Regions from separate parts of the Mus musculus genome. Here all the other regions are linked to region 1. A link is a contact called in public HiChIP or PLAC-seq data. All regions are on one chromosome and are shown on one strand. The core of a region is the stretch at or near the end of the contact, and the rest is flanking DNA. Distances in the headings are between cores, read along the strand shown. Region 1 holds the start of Pcdh8 (protocadherin 8). Region 2 has its middle 26 kb from the start of Gm10845. Region 3 has its middle 8.1 kb from the start of Gm6999.

Region 1 (2,700 bases), core at 95-2,594:
TCAATAGAGTCCTTCGGTAAGAATCAATAAGAATCAGTCTTGTTCCAGGTTGGCACAACCTGTCCTTCAGCTCCGGGAGTGGAGATACCTGGATACCTACGGAGGCATCTCGAGGACCCCAGCCAGGGAAAGTGGTAATGCTGAAGTTCTACGGTTTCATAGGCAGATGGCTAAGTTACCCCAGGTTCCTGCCAGGTTTCAACGTCACGCTGTGATTTTGTTCTTCTGGAACAGGGCGAGTGTTGCTTCCAGAGAGGCCCTATTAGAACAGAAAGCAAATCCTCTAAATAGGCGGAACAAGGCATCAGGAGGAAAACGATCTCTAAATGCACTTTAGTAGGAACCCGGTATTGTGTGGGATTCAGCGCCCATCACCGTTTAGCCTGAGAGTTATGGCACGGATTGAGGGTGAATAGAGAGGCATAATGGAGACATGTGGCGTTTGCTCATTATATTCAAGTTAGCCCAACTCTACTGTGGAAACTGTTCAACTTTCTCTCCCCCTCTAGCTTGTCATAGTGAAATAATACAGACATCGGGGCCTCCAATGGGATCGCCTGCCACGCCATTCTATTTCCACTACTAACGAGGGCTTCATAAGCCTTTGATACAGTCTGATCTTTGAAACCTTTCCAAATCTCCTCAAGCTTATGCTAAATCCTATTTGGAACTTTATTTTTCCTTGCCTGCTAGCACCTAGGGCTTAAGGAAGCCATTTGAACAGTGACATGCATACTAACGTGTATCGCAGGGCTCTTTTCTGAAAGGCAAGTGGCACCGGTGCTCACACGAGCAAAACACAATTGCGTACACAAATGTGAATAAAATCAGTTTTGCTCTACCCTTCACTCTTCTTCATCGACAGGTTATTCCCCACACCGGTGGGAAGCTGAGGGAGGAGGCGAACAGAGAGCCTCGCTCCCCAGAGCAAGTTTTGAAGCCTTTAAAATGCAAAATAAAGGGGCGGATGGGGGGTAGGATGTGAGACCCGGAGCTTCTGAAGAGAAACCCAGCTTGTTCGGGCTTAGTACCCGCAGCGGCGGGCAGAAGAGACCGGGTGCCTGGCACCCAATTTCCAAAAATCATCAGCTTCGTTTACTTCAGAGCCCAGTGCTAACTCATTGCAAGCAAGGTGCTAACAGAAAATGGGAGCAGGAGTTTTTAAAACAAAGGAAAGATTCCCTCATTTTCCTTCCCTGTTTTCTCCTCTAAGCCTTTCCACATTAAAGGGATTGTCGGTGGTTGGCGGAGGAGCGGCGCTGTGGCTAAGCGACCATTGGCTGGCCCCTTCCAGTGATTTGCATATCGGCAGCTATAAAGACGGAGGCGGCGCTCGCCAGCGCAGCTCCAGCCCAGGGAAAGGAGGCGGAGGCGCCGAGTGAGGGTGGGTCTGCGCGTCCTCCGAGCCAGCCCGAGCCGGAGCTGCAGCTTTTCCCGCACGGGGCTCGCAGAGCCTGGGACTCACGCTCCGATCTGCACGCCGGGGAAGACTCTTTAGGTTAGCCTTTCGGAATAGCAGTTGGGGATTGGCGATATGAGTCCTGCGAAGCGCTGGGGCAGCCCTTGCCTTTTCCCCTTGCAGCTATTTAGTCTCTGCTGGGTGCTCTCAGTGGCCCAGAGCAAGACAGTCCGATACAGCACGTTCGAAGAGGATGCCCCTGGCACAGTCATCGGAACCCTTGCAGAAGACCTGCACATGAAAGTGTCTGGAGACACAAGCTTCCGCCTGATGAAGCAATTCAACAGCTCTCTGCTCCGGGTACGCGAGGGCGACGGGCAGCTGACCGTCGGGGATGCGGGCCTGGACCGTGAGCGTCTGTGTGGCCCGTCCCCACAGTGCGTGCTGGCCTTCGATGTTGTCAGCTTCTCGCAGGAACAGTTCCGCCTGGTGCACGTGGAGGTGGAGGTGAGGGATGTAAACGACCACGCGCCCCGCTTTCCCCGAGCCCAGATCCCGGTGGAGGTCTCAGAGAGCGCTCCGGTAGGCACACGCATCCCCCTGGAGGTGCCCGTGGACGAGGACGTGGGTGCCAACGGGCTGCAGAGTGTACGCCTAGCCGAGCCTCACAGCCCCTTCCGCGTGGAGCTGCAGACGCGCGCGGACGGTGCCCAGTGTGCGGACCTGGTGCTGCTACAGGAGTTGGACCGCGAGAGCCAGGCCTCCTACAGCCTGGAGCTGGTGGCTCAGGATGGCGGGCGACCGCCGCGTTCCGCCACAGCAGCCCTCAGCGTGCGTGTGCTAGATGCCAATGACCACAGCCCGGCCTTCCCACAGGGTGCCGTGGCAGAGGTGGAATTGGCCGAGGACGCACCTGTGGGATCGCTGCTGCTCGACCTGGACGCTGCCGATCCCGACGAAGGTCCCAACGGCGACGTTGTGTTCACCTTCGGCGCCCGCACCCCTCCCGAAGCCCGCCACCTCTTCCGGCTCGACCCGCGCTCTGGCCGCCTCACCTTGGCTGGGCAGGTGGACTACGAGCGCCAGGACACCTACGAGCTGGACGTGCGGGCTCAAGACCGAGGTCCAGGGCCCCGGACAGCCACCTGCAAGGTTATCGTGCGCATCCGAGACGTCAACGACAACGCTCCTGAAATTTCTATCACTCCTCTGGCCGCCCCGGGGGCTCCAGCCACCTCGCCCTTCGCCGCCGCCGCCGCTGCCGCCGCACTCGGAGGAGCGGACGCGGCCTCGTCGACTGG
Region 2 (2,700 bases), core at 13-2,512, 72 kb before region 1:
ATTGTTAACGCTGATTGTGCAGTCCACGGGAGGTAAGGAGATCTGGCATCATAGAAAATCTCCTCCCTCTGGGAGGAGCCATCTCCAGTTGTGTTCAGTGCAGCTGAATGTCTCACTGGGACATTGGCTTCTGTCATCTGTGTTTGAGGGGAAATACCACAGATCCTTGCTGTGGGAACCATGTGGAAGGCACCAAGGGTGTCCTTGCCACTCACTGGCCTGAGAGTGAGGAAATCACATTACCTTCAAAAGACCTGATAAACACAACTATTGGTGAATTCGGGGCTCATCGGAACCTCTTAGAGCCTGCACTCTGGGACACTGTAGGACATTATCCAGTCAAACTAAAGACATTTGTTTCCGTGCTGAGAACTTCGCTCTACAGAAGCATGAACGCATGTGTGCTGGAATATGGACTAAATGACCTGAATAGTGCAATTCATGATTACCAAAAAATTTGAAACAACCCAAATGTCCATTACCTGTAGAAGGGATAAATAAGCTGTTCTAAGGGCAATGTTGCTATCATTATTATACAGGAACAAAAAAATGGAATAAACAAGAGGAAAAATACAATCATATGTTCATAATGTTCCCAACCACCAGAATGGTAGAAACGTTCACAAACGCCACTGCGTAAGAACATGTTTACATGTGATAAATATTCAAAAATAATCATTACTCAAACCCCATCCAGAGTCCCTAAATGTATGTATCTAACTCCCCTTGGCCCCACCACCGTCCAGCCCCTCCTGTGCCCTTCTCTCAAAAATCATGGCTTCTTTTTCTTTCACTGTTATTGGTACATATCTAAATGGATAAATAAATAATACAGCCTGCTGAGCCCATTTAGTAGCGTTTATATGCATATGTTTTTCATACTGACCACTTGGTATTGATAACCACTCAGGTGGCTTGTCCCTGTGGAAGAAGAGCATCTCACCAGAGTTATTTTAGAAAGGTCTTATAAATGAGCTCTCTCTCTCTCTCAGGCCTAATGGCAGCTGCCCCCTACTGGAACCCGAGAAAAGTGCATGTTCCAGAGCAGTTTGGGGCCTGGGTGGGGCAGAGAAGAGCGAACTAAAGTGTGGAAATCCCTTTCGGAATTTTTCTTCAAGTTTTTATTCATGAGTTGTTAACCATTTTGTTTAGCAAATCGGTTTATCCCATTGACCTCGGTGGAAGTGGCAGATGGTGTTAAAAGCGGCTCCCCGTCTGTTTGCTCGCCCTCTGCTAGCTGTCATGCCCTGTTCCCAGGGCTTAGAGAGATGCTCGGCAACAAGAGAAGGCTGTGCCGTCAGGGTGGGGCTGCGGGGACCGGTCCGAACACAGGATTCACAGCAAACAGGAGTCTGAGCTTTGCCTTTGCTGTGTGTATCTTGCGAATGCACACAAAGCCTGAAGTCTGGGAAAGCACACTGGGGAAGGGCAGAGAGAAAAGGCCCTAGAGACTTAATTTGTATGAAAATCCAACAGGGATTGTGAAGGAGGAGTAAGAGCCAGGGATGGCACTCTCCACTCTTCCATGCAGTCAATAGTCCCATCTGGTCCCTCTAACTGGGGGACCTCAGCCTTTGCAACACGGGGATCTTTCCAGGTCCTGGCTGTCTGCTGAAAGGGAAGAGCCAAGGAGCAGATGCAAGGGCTTAAGTCCTGGGACAGGAGGGCCGTGGGGAAAGGGGCAATGAGCTAGAGTTCCACTTTTAATCTTGTCAGATAGAATGAGAGAATACACATGAGTTAGGTTGCACTGGGAGCCTCCCTGGGCCTCTCTACCTGATAACCAACAGACTCAGTAACAAAAGGGAAACATTTGGGGAGTTGTTGGATCTATACTTGCAAGTGTCATTTTGAACCTCTTACCTTTTTAAAATCTTGAAATGTTTAGATTTTCAACATCTGACAAAAAGCCTCACGACAGTTCCGGAAAGACTGTACTTTAGAGCCTGTTTTCATTTGCTTCTTTGAGAAACGTATTCTCGAGATAATGACCTTCCGGAGCCCGCGGTCCTGTATGCTATTATGACTCAAAAGTGGCTAGAAAAAGGCATCACCTCTAGCTCTGCAGTTATCCAACAGAAACAGTTGTCTGAGAGTTCTCCATCTGTAGCCAGCCAAACAGAAAATATTTGAAATACAACTGCGTATGTGCCGAACATACGTAAGTCTTTTTCTAGCCATTAATCTTAAGTACCACAGAAACACAAATATTTACATGTTGTTTGTGTGGTGTTGGATATTATGGATAGCCTGTGATTAAAAGCTTGGGGCTAAGGCTAGAGGGGTTGGTTGCTCAGTGGTTAAGAGCACTTAACAGGTTACAAAGGACCTGAGTTCAGTTGCCAGCATCTGTGTCAGACAGCTCACATCCATCTGTAACCCCAGGTCCACAGAATCCGATGTCTTCTTCTGGCCTTCCTAGGCACCTATGTGCACTTCCATACCTATGTACAGGCAAACATAGGCACAATATAATAAATAAAGGTAGGTAAGAATGTGAGGGAGGATATGCAGAGCTTATATGCAAACACCACACCATTTTTATCTAAGAGACTTGGCCATCTCTCCATTAGGGATGGCTGCAGAGCCAATCTTCTTGAAGATTCCATGAGACAGCTATATTCAGTGGTGACCAGATACCAGGCCTAGAACTAAAAAATATGACGTATGGCACACCTTAGATCGGCACAGAAGAATAGC
Region 3 (2,700 bases), core at 183-2,682, 110 kb before region 1:
GGCTTCCTGGTTCCTTTCTTCTTTCACTTGTGTGATATCTTCAAATAACGTGTTGACATCTAAACCTTGTGTTAACCTCTGATTCTCAAGAAGATCTCCCTGAGACCCCGTAATCTGTTAATATGTTGGCATACTTATCACAGTTTCCATTGTACTCTGGGATTAACCCAACCAGGTGAAATGGTCTGAAAGTGTTAAAGGAAGATACATTTATTCTCTAGAAGAATTAGAGAGCAGCTCGAAAGTACATGCCGACATGGATAAAATTCCCAGCATTGTGATGGACCTAGAGAAAAAACAGTGAGTTTAGTAGACATGGTCTCTCCCTTGAGGACAATGCAGCCTTAAGGGGGAGATTGATTAAACATGCATTTGCTGGAATGGCTGGGATGGGTGTGAAAATAAAGAGCGGGATACACAAAGGACCAGGGAGGAGATCTAACTTGGCACAAAGACCGAAACCTCTCAGAGCAAATGCTGCTTACATTTGCTTAGATGTAAGGGGAGTAGAAATTGGCCAAGAGAGAGGCTCATGGGAAATAGCTAGTCTGAAGACGTGGATTTAGGAGTCTTGTCCATATGTGAGTAATGGGAGCCAGGGGAATGGTTAAGACGGTGCAGAGAAAAGTGTATCTGGTAATGACTAGGCTCTGAATCATCTCTCCCTCCTCTAAACTCCCGGGGAACTCCGAACTGCCAAATTATCCTCAAGCCCATGTTTATCTGGCACCTCAGCTGTGGCTTCAAGTGAGTCTTTTGTCCGTAGCTAAGTTGATGCTTTTTTAGGACAAGGGGATCAAGCACTGGGAACAAGGTGAGGCAGAAATGTTCACTTGTCTGCCTGCCCAACTGACTGCTTAGTATCCCAGAATGGGAGAAGCCCTTGAAAACTTAAGCTATTTAAACTTCCTCATAGGAAAATGAGGAAACTTCTTTCATAGGAAAATGGAAAGTCAAAGGATGAATATCCTTATCCCAAAATGTTGTACATATTTATACTGTATTATAATTGTCCAGTAACATCTCTAGCTCCCTTGTTGACGTCTGAAGGCTATGGGAAGGAAGGGCTTGCATCTACCACAGATGTTCTCCTCTCTCCAGGTACTCCATATAAATCTTTTGCATGCATGACTTGGTAAAAATCTAGTACTAGCAGCACTCACGCACGGAAGCGTGTTCTGCGATCAAAGCCCAGTGTTGCGGCCATCAGCACAAAGTCTCTCTTGCTCCTCACGTACAGAACTCACCCAGCTTCTAGAGGCTGATAATGCTCTGGTTTGAGGCCCAGGCACAGAGTCCACCCCTGGCTGCTTCCCTGAGTACCCGACGTGTGTGGAGAAAGAGCTTTAGTTTAAACACAGCATCCAGCTCGGCCCCGAACCTCTGCTAGCACTATTGATTTGTGTGGGGTTTTGAAATGGAATGAGTGGCTGATTTTCTCCAAATGGCACATTTCATTCATGATGCATGATTGTAATCGTGGCTGCCTGAAGCCTGCAGTTCCCAGCTCGGCAAAAAAGAAAAAGAAAGAAAGAAAATGGCTATTTTCTGGAGTGGATACACCGAAAGGGCAAGAAATCCATATTCATTTTCTTGCCTCTCGGCTGGACTCTATATTTCTCAGGCAGGTGGAACAAAAATCTTTAAATATCATGCTGGTCCAGGAAATGCTGGGCATTATTTAAAGAGCTCTGTATCCTGCCTTGTGCAGCTCTCCAGTCTCCACCGGCTGGCCCCCACATCACTGGGCTGGACAGCCTACTGCCACAGCTACTGTGCGCTGGGCTCCAGACCCTGGGTTCAGATTAACTGGCGTGTGACCTTTACAAAGTACTGTAGTTTATAGGAATGTTGAATTTTTCAACAGCTCGGGAGACCTAGTACAAGTGGGAAGGAAAGAGTGGGAAATGACTTCAGGCCATTTAAGCCTCTAAGGGGAAAATGAACTCAGCTTTGAGTTTAATTATGTCCATCGTCCTCAGAACTGCATGAAGAAGACAATGGGCCGGTACCGTTAATAACTACTCTTTACCCTTGGCCACTATAAATAACTTGAAGAGGGAAGGTCTGCAGAACATTTAGAGTCTTCCATTTTCCTGGGCAGATGGTTGGAAATCCTTCCCCCTACCCGTGGGCCTCACCGCCTTGACCTCCCGCAGATGTTAGGTTTTGGATGAAGTGTGGTCTGGGACTGCTGGGAAAGAAAAGAGTTCTAATGTGCCATAGCACAGCAAGCAATGGGGTGGCCTGCTAACTGCTTTTTTATGATTGTCACTTACCGGTCCTGATTTAGCCACACTTAAAAGAGTGGTGTCAACTATTGTAGACGGCCTCAAAGGGAGGCCCAGGCCAGTGAGGGTGAAGTGTTATTGGAAGTGGGGCGATTGGGTGATGAATGGGTGATTATGAGGAGGGGCAAACGGCCATCGTTAGGAATGCCGTAACAAACTAGACATTGATATATTGTCCTCTCTGAGATCCTCCGGCGGGCCATTATGCCTCCCCTAATGAGATTGTCATGCACTTCTTTTTATGTAGCTATTAAAATCTTGTCTACATCTGCTGAGGTTTTCCTGGGGAGGAGAGTGAGGGGTCAGCCAGGAGAAAGATGCTCAATATTTTTCTGTCTGCAGCAATCCCTCCCGATGTGCCAGATAGGGCTCTGGATCAACCTGACAGCCGCAGAGAAATCTTCCAGGG

The links. HiChIP or PLAC-seq counts read pairs in DNA pulled down with a chosen protein or histone mark.
Region 2: a contact with region 1 is called in an H3K4me3 HiChIP or PLAC-seq map of embryonic midbrain, with 2.8 times the contacts expected there. The contact joins the enhancer-like site here to the promoter of Pcdh8 in region 1. A contact is called at or near these places in 2 of 39 promoter capture datasets (cranial neural crest and hippocampal neurons), 1 of 484 Hi-C or Micro-C datasets (nephron progenitors) and 7 of 115 datasets of contacts at active chromatin or transcription factors (embryonic forebrain, embryonic hindbrain, embryonic midbrain and 4 more).
Region 3: an H3K4me3 HiChIP or PLAC-seq map of neural tube shows a contact between it and region 1, with 2.3 times the contacts expected there. The contact joins the enhancer-like site here to the promoter of Pcdh8 in region 1. A contact is called at or near these places in 5 of 39 promoter capture datasets (HPC-7-derived erythroid cells, Sertoli cells, cranial neural crest and 2 more), 1 of 15 datasets of contacts at CTCF or cohesin (embryonic stem cells), 2 of 484 Hi-C or Micro-C datasets (embryonic stem cells and nephron progenitors), 8 of 115 datasets of contacts at active chromatin or transcription factors (embryonic forebrain, embryonic hindbrain, embryonic midbrain and 4 more) and 3 of 9 other capture datasets (adipose tissue, embryonic stem cells and pancreatic islet).

The regions. Positions count from the first base shown.
Region 1 is chr14:79,769,956-79,772,655 of GRCm38.p6, reverse strand. It overlaps Pcdh8 (protocadherin 8), which reads left to right and starts at 1,344. Exons shown (of 3, transcript NM_021543.4): 1 at 1,344-2,700. The coding sequence starts at 1,535. It overlaps Gm9748 (predicted gene 9748), which reads right to left. Exons shown (of 2, transcript NR_154550.1): 1 at 2,455-2,700; 2 at 1-259.
Region 2 is chr14:79,841,778-79,844,477 of GRCm38.p6, reverse strand. No RefSeq gene overlaps it. Among named protein-coding and RNA genes, the nearest start is that of Gm10845, 26 kb to the left of the region's middle. Within about 2 kb of position 1,262, at least 17 of the 459 cell types and tissues checked have an H3K27ac peak or open chromatin away from gene starts, as enhancers often do. A contact at or near this core is called in hippocampal neurons, where this site is marked.
Region 3 is chr14:79,881,568-79,884,267 of GRCm38.p6, reverse strand. No RefSeq gene overlaps it. Among named protein-coding and RNA genes, the nearest start is that of Gm6999, 8.1 kb to the left of the region's middle. Within about 2 kb of position 1,432, at least 11 of the 459 cell types and tissues checked have an H3K27ac peak or open chromatin away from gene starts, as enhancers often do. A contact at or near this core is called in neural tube, where this site is marked.